Regions from separate parts of the Macaca mulatta genome. Here region 1 is linked to region 2. A link is a contact called in public Hi-C data. All regions are on one chromosome and are shown on one strand. Each heading gives the region's core, a stretch centred on a gene start, on an enhancer-like site or on the middle of the called end of the contact. The rest is flanking DNA. Distances are from core to core; before and after follow the strand shown.

What was found. A called contact is a pair of places that touch in the nucleus more often than the background predicts.
Region 1: a contact with region 2 is called in a Hi-C map of blood, with 3 times the contacts expected there. The contact joins the promoter of OSGEPL1 here to the promoter of ANKAR in region 2. A contact is called at or near these places in 4 of 14 Hi-C or Micro-C datasets (CD4 T cells, blood, fetal cortex germinal zone and 1 more).

What each region holds. Positions count from the first base shown.
Region 1 is chr12:94,753,391-94,759,338 of T2T-MMU8v2.0, forward strand. It overlaps OSGEPL1 (O-sialoglycoprotein endopeptidase like 1), which reads right to left and starts at 4,348. Exons shown (of 8, transcript NM_001261190.1): 1 at 4,335-4,348; 2 at 3,047-3,287. The coding sequence starts at 3,267. LOC144333435 (a long non-coding RNA gene) reads left to right here and starts at 4,430. Exons shown (of 2, transcript XR_013402081.1): 1 at 4,430-4,643.
Region 2 is chr12:94,661,731-94,667,125 of T2T-MMU8v2.0, forward strand. ANKAR (ankyrin and armadillo repeat containing) reads left to right here and starts at 3,173. Exons shown (of 23, transcript XM_015110530.3): 1 at 3,173-3,467; 2 at 5,121-5,395. The coding sequence starts at 5,156.

The sequences.
Region 1 (5,948 bases), core at 3,098-5,597, 93 kb after region 2:
AATATAAGCCTACACTCTAACCCACTTATATGGCGAGCTGTTCAAAGGCAAGGGTCATATGTCTCATTTATATTTGCACCCCCAATGCCCCAAGTATTGCCTGGCAGCTATAGGTATTCAAAAAATGCTGAGATGCGCCAGGTGAATGGTATCACTGAAGCCTATTTGCCCAGTAGTCTCCTTAAGTGACCTATGGTCTAGCTAAACTGAATGTCCAGTACTTCTCACTTCTTTGCCTTTGCTGACAATGCTCACTTAGTGATATGGTTTGAATCTGTGTCCCTGCCCAAATCTCATGTAGAATGGTAATTCCCAGTGTTGGAGATGGGGCCTGGTGGGAGGCAACTACATCATGGGGGCATATTTTCCCCTTGGTACTGTGTCACCATAGTCAATGAGTTCTCATGAGATCTGGTTGTTTAAAAGTGTGGGCCAAGCGCGGTGGTTCACGCCTGTAATCCCAGGACTTTGGGAGGCCTAGGCGGGTGGATCACTTGAGGTCGGGAGTTCGAGACCAACCTGACCAACACAGAGAAACCCCACCTCTACTAAAAATACAAAATTAGCCGGTCATGGTGGAGCATGCCTATAATCCCAGCTACCCGGAGGCTGAGCGGGGAGAATCGCTTGAATCCAGGAGGCAGAGGTTGTGGTGAGCCGAGATCACACCATTGCACTCTGGCCTGGGCAACAAGAGTGAAACTCCATCTCAAAAAAAAAAAAAAAAAGTGTGTAGCACCTCACCCCTCTCTTTCGGTCCTGCTCCTGCCATGTAAGATGCCTACTCCCACTTTGCCTTCCCTCATGAGTAAAAGCTCCCTGGGGCCTCCCCAGAAGCAGATGCTGCCATGTTTCCTACACAGCCTGTGGAAACGTGAACCAATTAAACCTCTTTTCTTTATAAATTACCCAGTCTCAGGTATTTCTTTATAGCAATGCAAGAATGAACTAACACAGCCAGTTTATAATATTCTTTCCATCTCCATTCACTGAAGGCCTAACGAAAGGCCACTGAACACCTGTGATGTGTCAAACATTGTGTTGGGCACTAGGTATAGCATAGTGATTAATATAGACATGGCCCCTGTCACCATGGCACTTAGACTCTACTGCGATGATACATACACAAGCAAATGTATAAATTGTGAAAATATTACAAAGAAAACATGCAGGATATGATGATACAGAATAAACAGGATGGGAGTACCTAATTTAGATAAAGTGGTCAGGGTAGTCCTTTCTGTGCCATTAACGTTTACATGTTCAAAAGTTCAGTGCACTCAGGAAAAACTGAAAGGACTGTGAAGGCACGGTAATACTAGTTACTGTCTGCACCACTTGTTTTACCTTATGCTGCCTTGCACTATTAATTTTCCTTGTAGGTCTAGACATCATGTCTCCATAATCAAGTTAAGCTTCCTGAAACCAAGGACTTTGCAGTACTTCACAGTGCCTTACTAATATCCAACACAGTCCCTTTCACATAGTTATTGTTTGAGGCTTAATCTGCCTCTTTACATATATCATTTCTAACGCCACCCTCCCGTAATTCTATAAGGCAGATGTTATTTTATTTACTTATTATTATTTTTTGAGACAGAGTCTCCCTCTGTCACCCAGGCTGAAGTCCAGTGGTGTGATCTCGGCTCACTGCAAGCTCCGCCTCCCGGGTTCATGCCATTCTCCTGCCTCAGCCTCCTGAGTAGCTGGGACTACAGGCGCCCACCACCACGCCCAACTAATTTTTTTTTTGTATTTTTAGTAGAGACGGGGCTTCACCATGTTAGCCAGGATGGTCTCAATCTCCTGACCTCGTGATTGCCCGCCTTAGCCTCCCAAAGTGCTGGGATTACAGGCGTGAGCCACTGCGCCCAGCCAATTTTCCTATTTTACTGATGTGAAAACAGAATCAGAGAGGATATGGAACTTGCCTACAGTTACAGAGCCAATACCAAGTGCTTAATTCAGGATTCAAATACAGGACTGTCATTCCAAAATACCAGGCTTTTTCACTATTCAGATGTTGTCAATTGATAGCTTAAAGGCATACTCATCTGTAGAGTATTTTAATATATTTTAAATTAGCTACTAATTTTAAAAATCTGGAAATACAACATTAAAAATCTGGATTTCCGGCCAGGCGCAGTGGCTCACGCCTGTAATCCCCACACTTTGGGAGGCTGAGGCAGGTGGATCACGAGGTCAGGAGATCGAGACCATCATGGCCAACATGGTGAAACCCTGTCTCTACTAAAATACAAAAAAATTAGCTGGGCGTGGTGATGCGCGCAGGTAGTCCCAGCTACTTGGGAGGCTGAGACGGGAATCGCTTGAACGCGGGAGCCGGAGGTTGCAGTGAGCTGAGATCATGCCACTGTACTCCAGCCTGGTGACAGAGTGAGACTCTGTCTTACACACACACAAAAAATCTGGATTTCCATTTTCTCTTGAAAACTGTAATAATCTAATAACACAGGTCCTGCATTCCCGCATGACAACTGGCTAGAGCTGAGTGGTGACTTCCTCCAGACATTTTCCACTTTTTATCTTGTCCATTTATTGAGGTAACCTGCCTGGTGGTCCTCCACAAACATCTCAGTTTACAATCCTTGCACCATTCTATGCTTTAATACAACAGTGTATTATTATTTATTTAAGTACTAACACAATTTATATGTATAAATATGAACAGGATTTTTTTTTTCAATGACTAACACAGTTTTCCTAGGACTTCAGCTGAGACCATGAAACATAGAAGTGGAGAAAAGAAGGAATGCATTACTGAAGGAAAATCATCGATAAATACTGAAGCTGGGAATGAGCTCAGTATCTTTTGGCAACAGGATTAGTTAAGGTTGGGACCTTATTGTGAAGACCCTTAAAAGCCAAGATGAGGTGTTTGAGGTTTTCTAAATAGCAGTTATTAAAAGTGTTTGCAAAAAGGAATAAGACAGCAGCTCCTGAAAACTTTTATATATGACAAATACAAAAGAATGATTTTACTTTTTCCAAAAAAGTGGAAATGACTAAGATAATGTCTACTTACTTTAAATGAACTTCAGTTTGGGAATGTATTGCTTCTCCCAACACATTTCCAGTTTCATCCACCACAGCAGCTGCTGTATCATCACAACTGGTTTCAATTCCCAATACTATTTTGTGAAGAAATAGTGTTCCAGGATGAAAATTAAAACTTCTTAAAAATTCATAAACTTTCCTTTTTGATGGTTTAAAAAAAACTCCTGCTGTCTTATTCAAGATTAGCATACTGACTCTATAGATAATTCCTGAAACAGAATTACAGAAACAACTTATTATTTGCATCTGACATTAGCCAGCTTATTTTTCAATATATAATTTTATAGAATTACAGGACAGTTTGTAAAAACTCACCAAAATTTTGTAAAGGCTATAGCAACATGTGAATATAAATAATATTATGAATGAATATAATATTCTCCAAGGGGGAAAACGGGTCAGATATAAAATTTTTTAGTATTATTATTACTTGCATGCTGTTCCTACCAAAAGACTTATTATTAAGACAGCTAATATACAGTACGATAATATACAGTATGACAGCTAATATACAGTACGAGTCCTCTGAAAAGTGCTATTTATTTTCTGACAGCTAAAATTAAGACAAAATATGGATTTTTCTAACAAGAATCAAACAACAAAGGCAGATGGAACAGATAAAAATACTGTTAATGTATTCTATTTCCTAAAAACACCTTTCAAAATAAAACTGGATCATTTGGTTCAAAAACAAGAGTTAACATAAACACACACACCAACTGCAACCTAACACCTATTTTATCCTTAATTACAATCTTTGAAATTAAATCTCCACTTTTTGCTATAGGTTTTGTCATAACAAGGATCTTCCCAAATCCTTTTCCCCCAAAATAATAGCAGCCCATCACTAAAGCACACTAGTATTTTCACACTGCGAAGTACCTAATTTCATGCCCCCATATCATCCGTTATAAAACTTTCTGGGTGTTAAAGCAGGTTCTTTCTCCACCACACTAAAGGGACACAGGGCATCCTAGGGATTAGAGATGAGCGACCTATTTGCAGAGGGCAGTTGCGGCAAGTGCAGCCCAGACAGACACAACGTGGAGGAATTAGATGTGCATTAACAAAATCTGGACAGGGAGGATTGTGCGAAGCACTACCCTTTCGGGCCAAGAAAGCTGCAGTGTGAACCCACGTGACTTGGGTAGCGCTGGTCTCCGGTAGGCTCTAAGGCGGCGAAGGGCGCAAACTGGAACCGCTTTTCCAGATGCGCAAAAGCGTCAGTGGGGTGAAGAGTGAGCAATTTCACCCACCTTCCTTTTGGGCGGTAGTAGCCAGCACTTGTCTCCTTTCCCTAGTAAAGACTGTCGACTGCCCTTATTGCTGCAGGAGAAAACCCGAACCTGGCGCCCGGAAGTGATGTCATCGACACCGTGCAAGGTCCCTTCCAGAGCTAGCTGCTGTTTCACTGGAGAGCCGCACGCTTAGTGAAGAAAAGCTTAAAGGCCGTCTTTGCTCGAAACGCTCTCTGTGCGCGCCCGCATTTCCCCCCAGATTTGCAGGTGATGAGAGTTCTGTAAAATTACACAGCTAGTGACTGATCCAGCGGAGACCGAATACAGGTTTGTCTGACTACACAACATCAAGTTCCAAACACTAAGCTACATTAAAAAGTAATTTTTTTTTTTTTGCCCTTGGCTGGAATTTGGTTGCTACTGTGAGAAAAGGATGGGGTAGATTATTCGTCATTCTATTTTTAAGGGAATTATCACCAAATCTAAAGGTAGGGGTGAGGTACCTGATACTTGTATCGGAGAAATAGGATGGAATCTAGCGGCGCCCCCTAGCAGGAGTCCCAGAGAACGGAAGTGTTTCTGGTCGGACAGTGTAAACCGTTTCTCCCACTTCACTAGGAAGAAAGGGACTGGCTTATTTTTACAATTAAAACAAAACAAAACTCGGGAGACTGAGGCAGGAGAACTGCTTGAACTGGGACCCGGGAGGCGGAGGTAGCAGTAAGCCGAGATCGCGCCACTGCACTCTAGCCTGATCTACAGAGGGAGACTGTCTCAAAAAAAAAAAAAAAAAAAAAAAAAAAAGGCTGTGGTAAATATTCAGTTGCCTTAAAAAATCCTATTTTCATAATGCATTTTATTGTCCTTGCTTACTATGTACACGAAATTCAGCATGGTATGTTTTCAGAGTCTTGCACCTGCTTTTTCTTTTTTTTTCTTTTATTGGTTTGTGAACTTTGTTTTGAACATTGTTTGAACAGATTTAGTTCAAGAGTCAGTCTTCTCCCACGCTGGTATTTAAGATTTTAGTAAGCAAGGACCTTAGAATCCACTGTTGTACAGGGCTGGCATATATACCTGCACTTTGCACGTTGTGAAGCTCTGGGTATAAAAGATGAGTAAATCCCATAACAACATGTTGGGAAGCCAGAGTACAGTCTAGAGGTAGATACAGATAAATAAGTAAATAATTGCCAGAATATGGTTGAGGTTTTTTAGTTGGAATTTGTGTTTTTCAAAAATTTCATTTATGTATAACAATAACAATAATGATAAAGTGGCACTATGTACCAGGCACCTGTTGTAGATTAATTTCTTTCACAATCCCATGAAGTAGTCTCTGTCCTCATTTTACAGGCAACTGGGCCACAGATTTTGGGTGCTTTGGAGGTCACACAACTAGGAAAAGCAAAGCTAGGATTAGAAGTCAGGCCATCTGGCACTGGAGTCTGTTTTCTTAACTGCTAGAAGAGAAAATAACTCACATTTTCTCTAGGGTGCACTGTTGGCCTAAAAAAGGAAAAAAAGAAAAATTAAAACCTAAAGGTTAAGAAAAATTAGTCATACTGTTAGAGGGGTCAGAGGTTATTTCTGTTATACACTGGAATCCAGTTTGAACATAAAACCTTTCAC
Region 2 (5,395 bases), core at 1,923-4,422:
TGTGGAACAAGATTTGATGAGCCTCTGGTTTGCTGAACATGTGGAGGTGCTGGGAGTGTGGCATGCCCAGAGAGGACATGGAGGCTCCCTCTCACTGTAATATTTTTTGAATACTTTGCCTTATGCATCTCTTCAATTTGGCTGTGCTGAGATGTATCCTATATCATAAGCCAGTAACATAAGTATTTCTATGAGTGCTGTGAGTCATTCTAGCAAATTATCAAACCTGAATAGGGGGTCATGAAAACACCCAATTTATGTAGCTGGTTAATCAGAAGTACCAGAGATCCAGACTTGAAATTGCCATCTAAAGTAGAGACACCTTTGGCACTGAGCCCTTAAGTTGAAGGATCTGACACTAACTCCAGGAAGATAGAGGCAGGTTTAAACTGTAGGATACCCAGCTGGTATTCAGAGAGCTGGAGAATTGCTTGGTGTAGAAAAAATCCACACATCTGATGTCAGAAGTGTTGTGTGAGAGGGAAGAGAAAGTTTGTTTTCCCAGACTCACTCTCTTTGATAGTTCCATCCAGAAATGATTCAGTTCCCTCTCCTCAGGGACCGTGGTTTAGACAGGGTCGTGTTTCACAGATGAAAGAACTACAGGTTTAAAGAAGTTAAACAATTTGCTTGAGGTTCATCCTCCTGAACAGTACTTGTTACTTCTATTACATCTCTTTAGGCAGGTCATTTTCCCACCCCAATAACTTTTTAAGATTACAGTTGACCCCTGAACAGCACATTGGAACTGTGCAGTTCCACTTATATGTGGATTTTCTTCTGCCTCTGCCACCCCTGAGACAGCAAAACCAGCCCTTCCTCCTCCTCCTCAGCCTAGTCAACCTGAAGACAAGGATGAATACGTCTTCCTCTATTTACCATGTCTTGCCTCTCATCCACAGTCACTCTCCCCACCTTTTTGTCTATTCACTCCAACCTGACATCCACCCATATTACTCAACTGTTAACTGCCATACCAGTGTCACTGTGAAATCTGTCCATTAGGGTTGACACTGTTTCTGGATCTGGCCACCCTTTGATTCTTTAATCATAGTAGCAAAGAAATTTTATGATCCTGACAAACAGGTCAGTAACCTGGCAAGGGCTTTCACATGCCCCGAATTTATTCCCTGGAAGATGCAATGTTCAACCCAAATTTAGATACTACCTACATAGCTTTCACCCCTCAATCTGGAAGCAGACAACTTCAAGTGTCTGTGTGGACCTGAGCACTAAATTGACATTGCTTATATTGGGAGTAGATGAACTTAAGAGGTTTGCCCCACGGCTTAGAATTGAATATTATAACAAAAATACAGTTCAATACTGAAAATAGCTATGACTTAATAATGCTATATTCCAGGGGCTACTCTATTCTATGAGATTTAAATGTATTAATCAGTCAAATTTTTATAAGGAATTTCCAGGTCATCTGCTCCAGAAGGATACTTGTGAGAGAGACAGAGAGAGAGAGAGGATATACATGCATGTGTATGAATACCAAGAGGGCCTGGGTATTTACAACCTTCTGCTATTCAATCTCATTAGCTCTGGGATGGAGTCCTGTGTTGATCCTTTAAAAAAGGAGACAACTCTTTACCAAGATTTGGGACACATGGAACAAACCATTTGTCTACCTGGGGGTGGGGGGAAATCCTTGAAGTAGGAGAATGTACATATATGGTTCATATTAAGTGCAAACATTCACATCTCTGTAAAAAAAAAAAAAAAAAAAAAAGCCCTGGAATAGTCCTCTTAAATTAATATTTATTTCCATGGTAGCTAAAATAATGACTTGATTACTGGAAGAGAAATTCTGCCCCAAACAGTCACCAAGAACTTCCATGTTGCTACATTCAGTGGAAGAGTTTGTTCTCGTCTCCCCTGACCGAGCAGCAGCATCCAATAAAGTTGGCCATTCCTTTTTTTTTTTTCCCCACACACTTCTTCGGCTTCTGTGACCAATTTTGGTTTTCCTCCTGCCTTCTTGGCTGTTCTTTCATTGTCTTCTTTGCTGATTCCACTCTCTCTACCTGACCTTTAAATGTTAAATTTCTCGGGTCTCTAATCCTTGGTTCTCAACTCCTCATTCTGTACGCTCTCCCTTGGTGATTTCAACCCCACCCCTGGCTTCAATTACTATAAACCTGCCAAAATTTATACGTCTAACCGTTACTGCCATTCTTAGCCCAGAACTGTTTATCTAAAGCATATCTCACATCTCAGTTTCTCTCACAGGTATTTCAAGGTCAATTATGTACACAACTGAACTCTTAATCTTGCCCTGATATCCTGTTGCTCCTGACAAAAATGTGGCTCTCACTTGGACACAACCTTCTTTTTCAACATATCCCCATTCAATCTGTCACCAACAGGCAACCTCATTATTTTTCAAATCTGTCCACAGTCCCTGAGCCCCACCTCCACTGCCACTACTCTAGGCTAATCCTTTGGGATGAAATTCAAAATCATTACTCAGCAGCCTGCATGATCTGTCGATCGCGCACCTCTGCAGCTCGGTTTGTGCCCCCATCTCTCTTGTTCCCTAAGCAGGGTTTTGCTCGGTTTCTCAATCATTTCAACTTTGTTCTCACTTCATTTCTTTCTCTCCTGCTGTTCCCTGTTCCTGAAAAGCTACTTGTCCAGTTCTTTGCTTGGGTAGCTCTTTTTCATTTTCTAGGCCCGGAGGGGGAAAGGGCACTTCCTCAGGCAGCCTTTCCGAGCCCTGAGCTAGGTTAGCTTTCATTCGAGTGCTGTCATTCCATCTAATATTGGCACACTGTTAAATATAGCTGCGAGATGATCTGTTCAACTGTAAGCTTCTTGGGGTTTCGTGTCTGCCCTGTTTTCTAAGGTTTCCAGTGCCTGACTCATAATAGGTGTTCCATAAATGCTTGTTGAATGAAAGAATGATGATGGAGGTGGCATTCCAACTCGGGACTGCCTCAACGCCCGGCGCTTTCTCCTCTGCCACTCTGTTTTGGTGTTTTAGCAGAGGCAGATAGTGAGGGCGGCACAGTGCCCACGGCATGCGGCTGGACTGAGCGCTAAAGCGGGCTTGGGAAGATGAGCACGCGGCGGGTCTGAGCCAGCCAAGTGGCCGGGCGCCGCCTGGGGGGCGCTGGTGCTGCTGCGGGATGCACCAGGCCTAGTCGCCCGCAAGCTCCGCCTCAGGAGCGGCCCCGCCACCCCACGACCCGGAGGACCAACCGCTTCGACCCGCGCCCGGGCGGCGGCAGTGTTGGCCGGCGCGGCGAGGAGGGCCGGGCAGACACGGTGGGGCGAAAAGCCCTGAAAGTTCCTCTCAGTTCCTTCCGGTGCGCCTCCCGCTGGCCCATGCAGGGGCCCTGAGGGCGGATTCAAGGCCCCGCAAGAAGTCATCTAAGGCGGCGACGACTGTTCCCAGCCCCACTGGAACGGCGCGGACGCAGCGCCCCTCTCTCGGACAAGAAAACAGTCATTCTAGAGTAGGTTCCTCCCCTTTCCTTGTTCTATCCCCTTTCCCGTGCCCATGGCTGACGCGAGCTGCTTTTAGACGTGGGTCTGGGCTTGAGTATGGACAGACGTGGGTTCTGTTTCTGAAAGGCGTAAAACCTCAGACATGTCCTGCAACCTCCTGGTCTCCGTTTCTGCCTCTATAAAGTGGGCATAACAAGGTCTGACTCACTCACCTGGGGTCTCAGGTGTGGCGCCCAAACAATCAGTATCGGCATTTCCTGTAACTTTACTAAAATGCATATTTCCTGGCCCCACTACAGCTCATTGAATCAGAAACTCAGTGGTGGGTTTCAGTGATTTGTATTTGAACAAGCCCCAGGTGATTTTGATACAAGCTAAATTTTGAGAACCACTATATAATAGAGACCAATCAGATGAAATAAATAAAACCATTCTATAGTAAAGAGCCTGACATATAGTAGATGCTCAATAAATAGTAGTTGTGGTTATTATTATTTAAGGAATAGAGAGGCATTCATTGGCACAGAAATTGAAGGTTAAGCAGATGCTGCTTTCCTTTTCTTTTTCTTCTTTTTTGAGACAGTGTTTCACACTTGTTGCCCACGCTAGAGTGCAATGGCGCGATCTTGGCTCACTGTAACCTCTGCCTCCCAGGTTCAAGTGATTCTCCTGTCTCAGCCTCCCTGAGTAGCTGGGATTACAGGCATAACACCACGTTTGGCTAATTTTGTATTTTTAGTAGAGACGGGGTTTCTCCATGTTTGTCAGGCTGGTCTCGAACTCCTGACCTCAGGTGATCTGCCTGCCTCGGCCTCCCAAAATGCTGGGATTACTTGCGTGTGCCACCGCGCCCTGCCCTTTCCTTTTCTTTCATGCAGGTCATTATAGTCTTGCTTTAAAAAACTGAAAACAAAATAAATATCCATATGGTTTGGATATTTATCCCCGCCAAATCTCATGTTAAAATAGATTCCCCAATGTTGGAGGTAGGGCTTGTTGTGGGGTGTTTGGATTATGGGGGCGGATCCCTCATGAATGGTTTGATGCTTTCCTGGCAGAGTGAACTCTACCTCTGAGCTCATGAAAGATCTGTTTGTTTAAGAATAGACACCTCCCCTTTCTCTCTATTGTTCCCTCTCTTACCATGTGACACACTGGCTCCCCTTCCCCTTCCACCATGATTGTAAGCTTGGTCTCCCCAGAAGCTGAGCAGATGCTGGTGCCATGCTTGTACAGCCTGCAGACTTGTGAGCCAAATAAACCTCTTTTCTTTATAAATTATGCAGTCTCAGGTACTACTTTATAGCAACACAGACAGACACAAACATACACAAAAGAATGCCTCTCCAACAACAAAATAGGTATGTAACAGTAGCTTCTCACACATAAACTTAACATTTATTTTTGACATGCATCTTCTTGTCTTTTGACTTCTTTGAAAAGCAGAACATGGTTAATATTAAAGATTTTATAATTTTAATTATTTTAATTCAAATTTCAGCTTTCATGTACTGCAGTTATTTTTAATTTGAAAACTGTAACCGTTGACCATGAAAAATTAACCTTATATAGGTGAAAGGTACAGATTTATTTCTACAGAAATCCAGTGTCATTGCCATGTCAGATTTTATTGATAATCTTTTCCTTTTTATTCATTGCAGAAGTTTCAAAAAGGACACACTAGATTTAATTGGAAATGTTAAGATTGCCCAAAAAAGGATTACCTAGATTTGAGCAAGTTCAAGATGAAGAAACCTACCTGGAAAATTTAGCAATACAAAGAAATGCATCTGCTTTTTTTGAAAAATATGATCGGAGTGAAATACAAGAGTTACTAACTACTGCACTAGTTAGCTGGTTGTCTACCAAAGAAGATGTTCGCTCTCAAGGAGACCTCCCGTGTGGAATTATGAGTCAAATGAATAATGTAGGCTTC